2 separate regions of the Mus musculus genome follow, and region 1 is linked to region 2. A link is a contact called in public promoter capture Hi-C data. All regions are on one chromosome and are shown on one strand. The core of a region is the stretch at or near the end of the contact, and the rest is flanking DNA. Distances in the headings are between cores, read along the strand shown. Region 1 holds the start of Pole2 (polymerase (DNA directed), epsilon 2 (p59 subunit)). Region 2 holds the start of Togaram1 (TOG array regulator of axonemal microtubules 1).

Region 1 (5,486 bases), core at 2,060-4,559, 4.3 Mb before region 2:
TTATTTATTTATTTATATGAGTACACAGTGGGTCAGCTACCATTGCAAAAGTAAGTTAGAACTAAGAAAAATAAATGTTATATTATAATAAAAGCAAACCTAATATCTTGCAAGACTGTCTTGTCCCCCTCCCCTGCCTACACTTTTTCCCCTTAGCTACCTTCAGGAGAGAACAAGAATGCTGGAACTGGCCTCTGGCAAATACACAGATGGGTGTGTGCATTAGTCAGTGTGTCCAGCTAGTCCTGAGAATCCATCTGTCTCTGCCTCACCCCAGTGCTAGGACTACAGGTATGCCACCACGCCCAAACTTTGATGTGGGTGCTAGAGATCAGAACTCAGGTCTTCATGTTTGCGTGGTGGGTAGTTTATCAACTGAGCCACCACTCAGCCTCTCAGGTGCTTTTATAAAGCTGTAAAACAGTGATTTTTTTTGCATCACTTCATCTATATAATGAAAACTTTTTAGTGGAAATAGGCACGATAACAAAGCAAGGCTCTGGGTCACCATGACATCTCTGCACTTTGGTTATCTGTCTTTACTGTTCTTAAGGTGATAGATAACCTTGGTGGAGATATCTGGAGGTGAACTATCCTTCATACCAGTGAATGTCAATTGGCCTTGGGATCCACAAGCTAAAGGACTACTGAAAAGGGTATTAGCAAGGTCAACTGCAATACAGAGAGATACCAGCACGTACCAACTACTATGTCAAAAGAGCGATGTGGGGTACAATGGTCACTTCTACTCAATTCTCTAGAATCCACTCTCACTCTCCAGGAGCCATCTTGATCTTTACCCCGTCTAGCTGTTTAAAGGGTTCTGTGATTTCATCGTAGCCCCTGGGCAGTCTGTACTGTTTGACGTTCATAGACCAGGTCAAGATAGGCAGCTTTACAGGCTCCTGTCTCACCTAAGCACCTAGGACCACCTTTACAGTTTGCACTCTCAGTACAGCTCTCCAATGCTGGTGTGCAGGGTATGTCCAAGTAATATGCTCACCCAGGACATACTCTTGCAGTGGAGAAATGCATATACTATACCCCCGAGAGAGCGGGGCATAATCGCCACCCAGGACAAGTTTAATCTTTTTTTTTTTTTTTTGGCTTTTTGAGACAGGGTTTCTCTGTATAGCCTTGGCTGTCCTGGAACTCACTTTGTAGACCAGGCTAGCCTCGAATTCAGAAATCCGCCTGCCTCTGCCTCCCGAGTGCTGGAATTAAAGGTGTGTATACCACCGCCCGGCTAAGTTTAATCTTTTTAAGTGTGTGTGTGTGTGTGTGTGTGTGTGTATGTGTGTTGTATGTGCCAGTACAGCATACATGTGGAGGTCAGAGGACACACTGGAGTCTTTCCTTGTCGTCTACCTCGATTCAGTTCAGACAGGGTCTCTTAGTTTTTCACTGTTGCTGGCCCATGAGCTTCCAAAATTCCTGCTGTCTCTGTCTTCTATTAGGCTATAGGAATGCTGGGATTGATGATTCTCAGCACCACATCTGGAATTATGTAGGCTCTGGGGATTAGAACTCAGGTCCTCAGGCTTGCATGGCAAGCACTTTTACTTATGGAGTCATGGCAACAAATGGCAGAATCAGGAAGCTGAGAGCTCCTGTCTTCAAATGCAAGCACAAAGCAGAGAAAAAGAGCTGGAAGTGGGGTGATGCTATACAATCTCAAAGCCTACTGTCTGAGTTAGAGTTTTACCGCTGAGAACAGACACCATGACCTAGGCAACTCTTGTAAGGACAACATTTAATTGGAGCTGGCTTACAGGTTCAGAGGTTCAGTCCATTATCATCAAAGCAGGAGCATAGCAGTGTGCAAGCAGGCATGGGACAGGAGGAGCTGAGGGTTCTACATCTTGTTCTGAAAACAAATAGAAGACTGGCTTCCAGGGAGCTAAAAGGGTCTCATTGCCCACCCACACAGTGACACACTTCCTCCAACAAGGCCATACCTATAGTCCAACAAGGCCACACCTCCTAATAGTGCCCCTTCCTGGGCTAAGCATATTCAAGCCACCACAGCTGCTCCAGCACAACTGCACCACCTGAATCTCTCCAAACAGCGCCACCAACTGGGAACCAAGTGTTTACACACCAGAGCCTACGGGAGACATTTTTATTCAAACCACCACAGCTGGGATCTCTCTTTGTTGTCTAGTTTAACTTTTCAAAAGTTTTGAAATGCAAAATCAAGCAAATATACACATGCATTCTTTTTACTGTTTTCCTTTTCAGAAAGATCTTAAATATACGCCCCAGAGATAATTGCTTATACCGTTGTAGAAATCATTCAAGTTTTTGGCTTATTTGCCTCTCCCACTCCCACTAAGCCTCAGGTATCTTAGGCTTGCTTTGAACTTGCTGTGACATCAAAGATGGCCTTTGCCTCCTGAATCCTTGCACCTCCCCGTTCTGAGGCCTGGGATTATAGATCTGTGGTCTTATGCCCAGAGCTTTCTTGTGTCCTGTAAAGTTGCATGCTTATTTATAAACAGCCAATTGATTATTCATCTCAACAGCACAAGTATATGTGTGTGTGTGCGTTTGTGTGTGTGTGTGTGTGATGGATGGATGGATGGATTTTTATATAAGGTCTCACTGTGATTCACTGACTGGTCTGGAACTCATTCTCTAGAACAAGTTGCCCAGGTGTTTACAGAGATCCCCCTGCCTCTGCCTTCTGAGTTCTTGGATTAAAGGCATGTGCCATCACACTCAGCAAGAGGGAACATTTTAAGATGTGCTCTACTGAGTCTACTTGTAGGACTGAGAATAACGATTCAAGAGCAGCTCCACCGCACTGGCAATTCACCTCATACCAACCATTTATAATCTTGGGTTTGTTACTCCACCAGTAAAAAAAAAAAAAAAGAAGGTATGTCATGAAAAAAGTGGGACTGCTAAATGATGACAGCGGATCGTGGAGAGGCCCTCAACTAAAACTGGTCGGATGGGAGTGATCGAAAACGGTGAAAACACAGTATTTCCTGAGCATGTGTAGAACCGGGAAACAACGGCTCTACAACTCTCATAGCCCTGGAAGGGAAGACTCTGGGTGCAGGAAGCTTGGGTAGAGTCAGAGTAGAAGAGGGTAGCTGAGTGTCCGGGAAGCTGAGTGTTCAGAAAATGCTTTTGGGATAAAGGAAGCTTGTTCCCACTCTGACCACTCCTACTTCACTCCCTAGGCAGGGTCTGAGATTCCCAGAGGCCCTGCAGTTAGTAAGGCCAAAAAAATCCATTTCACCAGCCCAAGAATATAAGGGCGGGACAAGGGGTGTGTCTATTCCAGGAGGGGGCGGGGCGTCGGCGGTGGCGCCAAATCGCGAACATGGCGCCGGAGCGGCTGCGGAGCCGCACGGTCTCAGCTTTCAAGCTGCGGGGCTTGCTGCTCAGGAGGTGAGTCTCGAGGTAACCTGACCCGCCGCAATGCCCTATCTAGAACATTCTGTCATAAGAGGCGATGTCTCTCCGGTGCATTTGAGGCTGCAGAGCCTACCTGGGTTTCCGCGATCCTGGCGCCGGGTGCGAATGTTACTTCCAGGCTGGGCGGAGCTGCGCGCTGACGCCGAACTGAGCGGGGAAGTTGGGGGCGTGCTGGCTTCTGATCAACGGAGGTCCCCGCCTCTGCAGAATGGGAATCATTACAGTGTTACTTCTGGAAGTTACAGAGAGACGTGTCAGAGAAGGAGAGACATGGGTGAATCCATATGCGTGTCTGTTGGCGATTTATATTGTAGAGTATGAGTCTTCCAAACCCGTCTCTGTGTGGAATTTTCATTATTGCCTGGAGAAGTAAAATTTGGATAGATTTTAAACGTGTTTTTAGTTTGGCTTTTTTAGATTTCCTAGTTTACAATTTGCCCCCAAAGGAGGTTTTCCTGGCTGTAGTGTGTCTTTTCAGTCTTTAAAAATGAACATATCCAAGAAATCTCATATTACAATTTACATTTTATAATACACTTTCCGTTTAAGTACCTGCTGAGATCCGTATAGCTTTCTGAGTCAGAGTGTGAATGTTTTGTTTTCGTAACTGTGAACTTTATGAACCTTTTAGCTTTACGTTTTGCCCAGGAGTGTCCAAGGGTCAACCTGGGTCTACCCAGGGAGAAAGTGATGAATTTAATTTGGTTAATTCCTGACATTTGGAGAGAGGATTAATTGAGCAATAGCTTTTCCTTTCCTTTCCCTTAAAATGTACTATTATAAAGCTGTTGGAAGCTCATTAATTGATTCATTGAGATATACACTCAAGTCTTTTAGCCTCAAAGCACCGTGTGTGGAATTAAACGCCATGGGACTTTTCCTGTGGGAAGACAGTGTGTTATCTAGTGCTGTGTAGTAGATTACCCTCTGATTTAGAGACTCAATGGCACTCATGCCTGCATTCACTGTGGGCCAGCTATCCAGCACAACTTTAATCCCAGCACTCTGGAGGCAGAGGCAGGTGAATCTCTGTGAGTTCCAGGACAGCCAGGGCTATGCAGAGAAACTCTGTCTAGAAAATCAAACAAAAACTTAACTCAGAGTTTCGGCTTTGAGTCTCATACACTCCAGTCAGGACAGGGTCATCTCACATGTCCAGTGTACCCATCTCATTTAGATTTTTTTAAAAACGATTTATTTATTATTATATCTAAGTACACTGTAGTTGTCTTCAGACACACCAGAAGAGGGCATCAGATCTCATTGCGGATGGCTGTTAGCCACCATGTGGTTGCTGGGATTTGAACTCAGGACCTTCAGAAGAGCAGTCTGTGCTCTTAGCCACTGAGCCATCTCTCCAGCCCAATTTAGATTTTTTTTAAAAAGGTGTTTTACCAAGACCTGCTGCAGGGGTTTGTTGTTATTTTACCTGTTCACTTATTTTTTTAATGAACTGTTTCAAGCCTTGATACTTTAGAGGGCTACTTGAGGTTTTAGAGGGAGATATGAGTTTTCTGTTATGTTAGCTTTTTATAAAGCTTGAGTTGTATAAGATTTAAGTAAAAGTTTCCCCCTACCCCACCCTCCGCCCCCGAGAAATTCTTGGTCTCATCTTTTCTTTCTGTCACTAGTGAAGCCACCAAGTATCTGACTGAAGCTCTCCAGTCTGTCACTGAATTGGAGCTAGAGGAGAACCTAGGAAAGATCATCGATGCAGTTGAAAAGCAGCCCTGTAAGTAACATTTCCTGATGATGCTTAAATTGTTATAGCTTTGTGTCCTCTGATTTACATTTAAAAGGATACCGAGGCTCCATTATTAGCACAGTGCAGAGTTCCGAGAGTCGCACAGTAGTGTCTTTTCCCAAAGGGTTGGTTCAGTTGGGACCTCAGGATATCCTGGTCCTTGGTTCCCAGGCTCCTGCCTGGACAGGTGGAGTTACCGCCGCATCTTTTCTATACTTAACTGTTGCACTTGATCTTGCCCTTTAAAGAGTTATGTTGCTGTTCTTGTATATGATTACTGTTATTGCTATTGTTATTTTGCATGTGTGTATAC
Region 2 (5,663 bases), core at 2,582-5,081:
AAAAAGTGTACTCTGGGGTTGGAAAGAAAGCTCAGCAGTTCAGAACTCTGTGACTCTTACAGAGGACAGAGTTTGGGTCCTCAGTATTTACACCAGGCCCATCACAGAAGCCTGTAGCTCCTCTCGCTCATTCAGAGTTGACACCCTCTTCTAGCCTCCATATATGAATACACACACACACACACACACACACACACACACACACACACACACAGACGAATGCACACACAGAGTCATACCTACAGACACATAAATAGAAGTTAAATCTTAAAAAAAAAAAACCTTTTTAATGGCAAAAATTAAAGACAGGAGATAATGATTACATATCAAAAAGAATTTTAGGTAACAAATATAGAGGAAATGTTTTTGTCTTTAATTATATTTTGTAGCTCTCAATGTAATAATACAAATAAAACTATTCACTGGCTGTCAAAAGCAATGAGTAAAACACTGTTGAGGTATGTGTAGTCTCAATGCAATATCTACAGTGAAGGGGAAAATATACCTTTATAATGGATCTTGTCACTTAATCAAATGCTAAACTGAGGTATCACTCAAGGTGGGGCAACCTCACTGTACTGTACCCATGACTGAGGTAATATAGTTGCTAATTATTTTTAACCTGAGTCTACTCAAATAGAAACAATCATATAAATTCATGTGAGATATCCTACAAAACAATTACCCCAAACTTTCAGGGGAAAAGGGGCCTACCATGAAACAAACAAACAAACAAACAAACAAAAAAAAACATACAAGTCCCACACACAAGTAGAGACATAATACTAAATAAAAAGGCACCAACTATAATTGGATAGGGGATGATAACTGTAAAATAAATGTAAAACACAGTTTGGGAACAAATGGAAAAAACTAAATAAAAGCTATATACAATTTAATTACTAGTATTCTATCGTTTTATTACTATTAGTCATAAAATAACTTATTTTAAGACGATGTATGTTATAATGTAAAAGAATGAAATCCAAAATGTGTGCAATTTACTATGAAGTGGTTCATAAAATACAGAGTAAAAATAAGGCAAGATGTTAACTGGGAAATACAGATGAAGTATACAGTACTAATGGTACTCTGAATTTACATGTAGATTAGTAAATTTTAAAACAAAAGCTTCGCAGGGACAGGAATCTGAGTTCAAGGATCAGAACCCTGAAGGCTTTTCTGCTTTTTGTTTTTCTACTGGAATCAGGTATTCCCCAGCACTCTGTACTTCTAGCCTAGCACTTAACACATTCATTGCCGGGTTATAATCCTCTCCAGAAACCACTTGGAAGTACAGTTTAGTTCTTTATCTGGTACCTTCTGGGTATTCAGTGTTTGCTGTATGACTGAGGTGGCATGATTACAACCCATAATTGACACCCACTTATTGGCCATAGCTCATTGTACCTCAAGTTTAATCAAGGAAACCATTAAAAGCACTGACCTACCCCATACTATTATAATGGATGTTCACATCAGCACTTAATTCAAAAACTTAACTGTGAATTCTTTTACTTTTAAGTTAAGAATATTAAGCATACCTGCTCGGTATCTTTAATGTCCTTGGAATTGGAGGTCTGGTTTTCTCCCATGACTCCAGGCTGCTCATTTTCCCATGGCAGTTTATTTTTCCCCTTTCCAGCACTTAAAACCCTTCGGGTACAGATAGTTGGACTGTAGGATCCATAAAGTTGCATGCTGTCCCTGGTGTGGTCACCACAGTAGCAGTGTGCACTCTGAGTCCTGTTACCGGACATAAGCCAGTCTGTATCTGCTCCATGTGCCAAATGGCTTGACCTGCCCTGGGCCGAAGACGGCATGAGTATTGCATACTCCACAAATCCCTGTTCTGTTAGCCGTGGAAGAGTTTTTCTGGCCAATCGGGCCTGCACGGCATTCATCACCCCATCGCCATTATCCTGCAATTCAACAGTATCTACAGCTTTAAAAAGAACATTGGTTTTACCTGAGCCCATTGATGATGCCAAAACAGCAAAGGCCTCTAAAGCTGCCTGGCGTACCCTGCGTTTGCTATCCACAAGAGCTGGAGCAAGATCAAAGGACAGTTTGGGTAAGTCAAAATCCTCACTGGGGTAGGTCAGGAGGGAACAGATGCAAATGTTCACTACTTCCTCCCGTACTCTGGAATGCTTATGTTTAAGGTTTTCCAGGAGCAAAGAAAGCACCCGCTGAGGACCCACTTCTTTCATTAGCTTTAGGAAGATTTTCATGTACTCCTGCTTGATCACCAACTTGTTGTCTGCCAGCACTTTCACAGAAGCCGCTATAACTGGTCCCAAGAACTGTTGCACCTGCTCTCCCAGGCGAATGACCAGCAAATGGAGAACTTGAAGTGTGCCATGGACCACTTTGAAATTGGAATCGTCTAGCAAGTTATACAATAAGCTAATGAAACCAACGAGACTAGCATGAGGGGTCGAACTTGGGTTAAATTTTCCCAGCAACTGCTTTAGTTCTTCAACAGCCTGAGTCCTGTTTTTATAATCTTCCTGATCCAACAGTCTTGCATGGAGTTCCTGGGGAATAATCTCAAATTTAAGATTGCTACTGGAAAGATTCACTACACACGGGGCAGCATCTTCAGAAAACCCGGAGGCTTCTAGCTCCAAATAATAAGGAACCTGACTTCCATACTGGGACTCCAGGCGGCGATTGTAGTGCCTCCTCAGTGCAGAAGGCAAACGCGAGATGTAGGAGTGAAACCTCTCTTGACCAAGTCGTTCTCCAATTTGTTGAAGTGAAGAGAAGGCTGTCTCGGATTCTTCTTCCATCTCCTGATCGCCAAGCTTTCGGGCCAGAGATATTATTACTTCAGTGAGATCCAAACCCTGCAACAAATCCTCAGGAGTGAACAAGATAGGGAGCAACAGCGCAGTGGAAGCTCTAAGCCGGGCATCTGGACTTTCCAGGCCTTGGATGAGAGTTCGCAGGACCTGCCCAGAACTACGCCTAAGACAAATATGCAGGATCTGCAGCGCATCTTTCCGTAGGGCAGGGTTATCTTCTCGTAACGAGACAACGAGCTGAGGCAAAAGCGCTAAACTGAAGGCCTCTTCCAGCTGACCCGCCTCGCCCTGACCCCGAAGAACGTCCGAGAGAAGCTGCAAGCAGAGCCTCTTCTCCTCACTGCCGCCTTCCACAAGCACTCGGCCCAGCGCCCGATATAAGGCTTCCTTGCGGCGGGGAAAGCCAAGCCGGCCGCCTCGCCGCGGCAAGGCAGCCTGCAAAGCCTGGAACGCCTCGGAAGGATCCGGTGCGGTGCGCAGGAGTTGAAGAAGCCGAGTCTCCTCCTCATCTCCGCCCGAGAGCCCACTTCCAGGCCCGGACCAGCTAGTTGAAACAGCCTCCGCCGGTAACAGGAGGGTCGAGGCCAGAGGCGACGGCGTCGCGGGGCAGGAGCCATGATCCCCGGCAGCCCCACGGCAGTAATAGTTTTTCTCGCCTCTCATGGTGCCCCCGGATCGACGACCATCAGTCCCTGGGGCGTAAGGACGACAGCGGCTCAGGAGGCGATAGGAACCAGGGGTCGCAGGAGGCGGCAGCGGGAGCAGCTCGGAAGGCGCGGCCGCCATGGAGGGTCGTCAGGTAGCGAGAGCTGGAGGGAACCATTGCCGTCTTGGGAGGGCTGGATGAAGCCCAGCCTTCCAGTTCCTCTCCAAGCCCCGAGCTGCAGAGGAAGAGAAGGAACGGCTCCGGTCAGCTGCCAGGCCGCTCGGGCCTTCCACTCCCGGAGCCAGCCTCCGGCAAAATGGCCCCCGCTGAGCCTGGGACCCCACAGGCGCCACCCGGCGTAACCAGGGCCACCACGTGACCAAACCGAGCGCTTCCATGGTGATGCACCCAGAGCGGACCTCTTGACCCGGAAACCAATCTGCCGCGGTGGATGCTGGGTTATGTAGTCCATGTAAGGACTTAAAGCATAGGCCGAAGATTCCTGGAAGAGGAAGTCTGAACGTAGCCAGAATGAAGAGGCGGGGTCAAGGCCTTAGACGGAAATGACGCTCCCTTGTCCGGGGCGGAAGTTTTCCACCCCACCCATAAGAGTTGAGGTTTGACGGGAGCAAGAGAGGATCCCATCCCGGGTTCCAGTTTTCCGTGGCTCCTCCTCCTGTTGCTGCAGGTGTTATTCCTGGGACTCAGGTATTTTCCTTTTGCTATTATACAGTGGTGCAGGCTTTGGTGGTGTGTTCCCCGAGTGCCCCAGGAGCCAGAATGCGAGGCAAAGAACTGGACCAGAGCAGGCAGAGAGAGACGACATGTTCTGCACAGTGCTGGTTACCATTGTAAACGTTCTACTCACTGCTGTCCAAAATAAGATTCTTTCTACCTGCAGCCTGCTTAGTAGTACAGGAGAACCTAACCGAGGCCAAGCACACAGAGTACTTTTTTAAAAAAGACTTTCTTGTCGTTGGGGACCTTCCTCGCCCCGCCCTCTTCTCCCTTGCCTCCTTTTCCTCTCTTCACCCGCTGGCTATGGAGTGTTAAAGGCTTCTGTCCCTTTTCATTGTCCGCATCACCAAGTTTTCTTATAGATAGGTAGAATCAGTGTTTTCCCCTTTGCATTAAACGGAGTGCTTAAAGCCTTTATCTTTTAACTCCTCTGTGGGACTTTTCCTTTCGCCCCACCTCCACCTTTCCCATCTCCCCTAGGATACTCCAGAGTCTCTGCAGTCTTTCAGTCTCCTGGAGACGGAGATCGCTAGACAATTTCAGTTGTGGTGCAAGTTCTTAGCATTACAGTCCTAAGAGAATTCTGCACAGAGGATTTAGGTTGATAGACATTATTTTAAGCAAAATGAGAATTTGATAGCTGATGAGTGTTTTTTTTTTTTTTGTAAAAGAAACTATAAATAGACTCAGTTCAACTAAGAGTATCTCCTATACGGCCACACCCCTTTGGGGCATGAAAGAGCAACTTTTTTGTGTGTCTGTATTTGAAACATTAATGCTGAATTACTGTATAGCCCAAGCTGGTCTTGAAGTCTTGACCCTCCTATCAGTCTTCTGATTGTTGAGATTACCAGTGTGCACTGTCAAACCAAGCTTGAAAACAGATTTGTTGTTGTTCGGCAGACTTTTAAAAGAAATAATACAATTACTTTTCAGTGAGAAAAGACTGAGTTATAATTTGAAGTTCCAAGCTTATATTCTTCAAATGCAAAAGTATTTCTGTCCCTCTTTGTATTAAATGGATATCTCTCAATTTTTATTTTATTTTATTTTATTATTTTGAGACTGGGTTTTCCTGTCTAGTCCTAGTTGTTCTGAACTCCCTGTGTAGACCAGGCTGGCCTCCAACTTAGAGATCTGCCTGCCTCTGCCTCCCAAGTGTTGGGATTAAAGCCCTGTGCCACCATACCCAGCTATATTATTTTTTGAAATCTTGAAATAATTGAGTCACATGTATCAAAGTGCTTTATAACAATAATTAATACTCCTGGTGATGCAAGTTGAAATTGTATTTATTAGTTTTTATTATAACATAATTAAAATGTTCTTAATTTTTTATTTTGGAAAAAGTATTAATATAAATGAGGCTGTATAACCATGTATCCTGTGCTTTGGTTTAAAGCTTTGGTGGGTTTCTTCACTTTCTTTTATCTTCTGTTTTGTGGTTTGCTGCTGCTGTTCTGTGTTAT

What was found. Promoter capture Hi-C pulls out the DNA fragments that hold promoters and counts their contacts.
Region 1: a promoter capture Hi-C map of pre-B cells shows a contact between it and region 2. The contact joins the promoter of Pole2 here to the promoter of Togaram1 in region 2. A contact is called at or near these places in 2 of 39 promoter capture datasets (cranial neural crest and pre-B cells).

What each region holds. Positions count from the first base shown.
Region 1 is chr12:69,226,013-69,231,498 of GRCm38.p6, reverse strand. Pole2 (polymerase (DNA directed), epsilon 2 (p59 subunit)) reads left to right here and starts at 3,309. Exons shown (of 19, transcript NM_011133.2): 1 at 3,309-3,402; 2 at 5,061-5,161. The coding sequence starts at 3,335. It also overlaps a transcript of Klhdc1 not described here.
Region 2 is chr12:64,963,910-64,969,572 of GRCm38.p6, reverse strand. Togaram1 (TOG array regulator of axonemal microtubules 1) reads right to left here and starts at 3,831. Exons shown (of 20, transcript NM_177805.3): 1 at 1,545-3,831. The coding sequence starts at 3,596. Klhl28 (kelch-like 28) reads left to right here and starts at 4,037. Exons shown (of 5, transcript NM_025707.3): 1 at 4,037-4,164.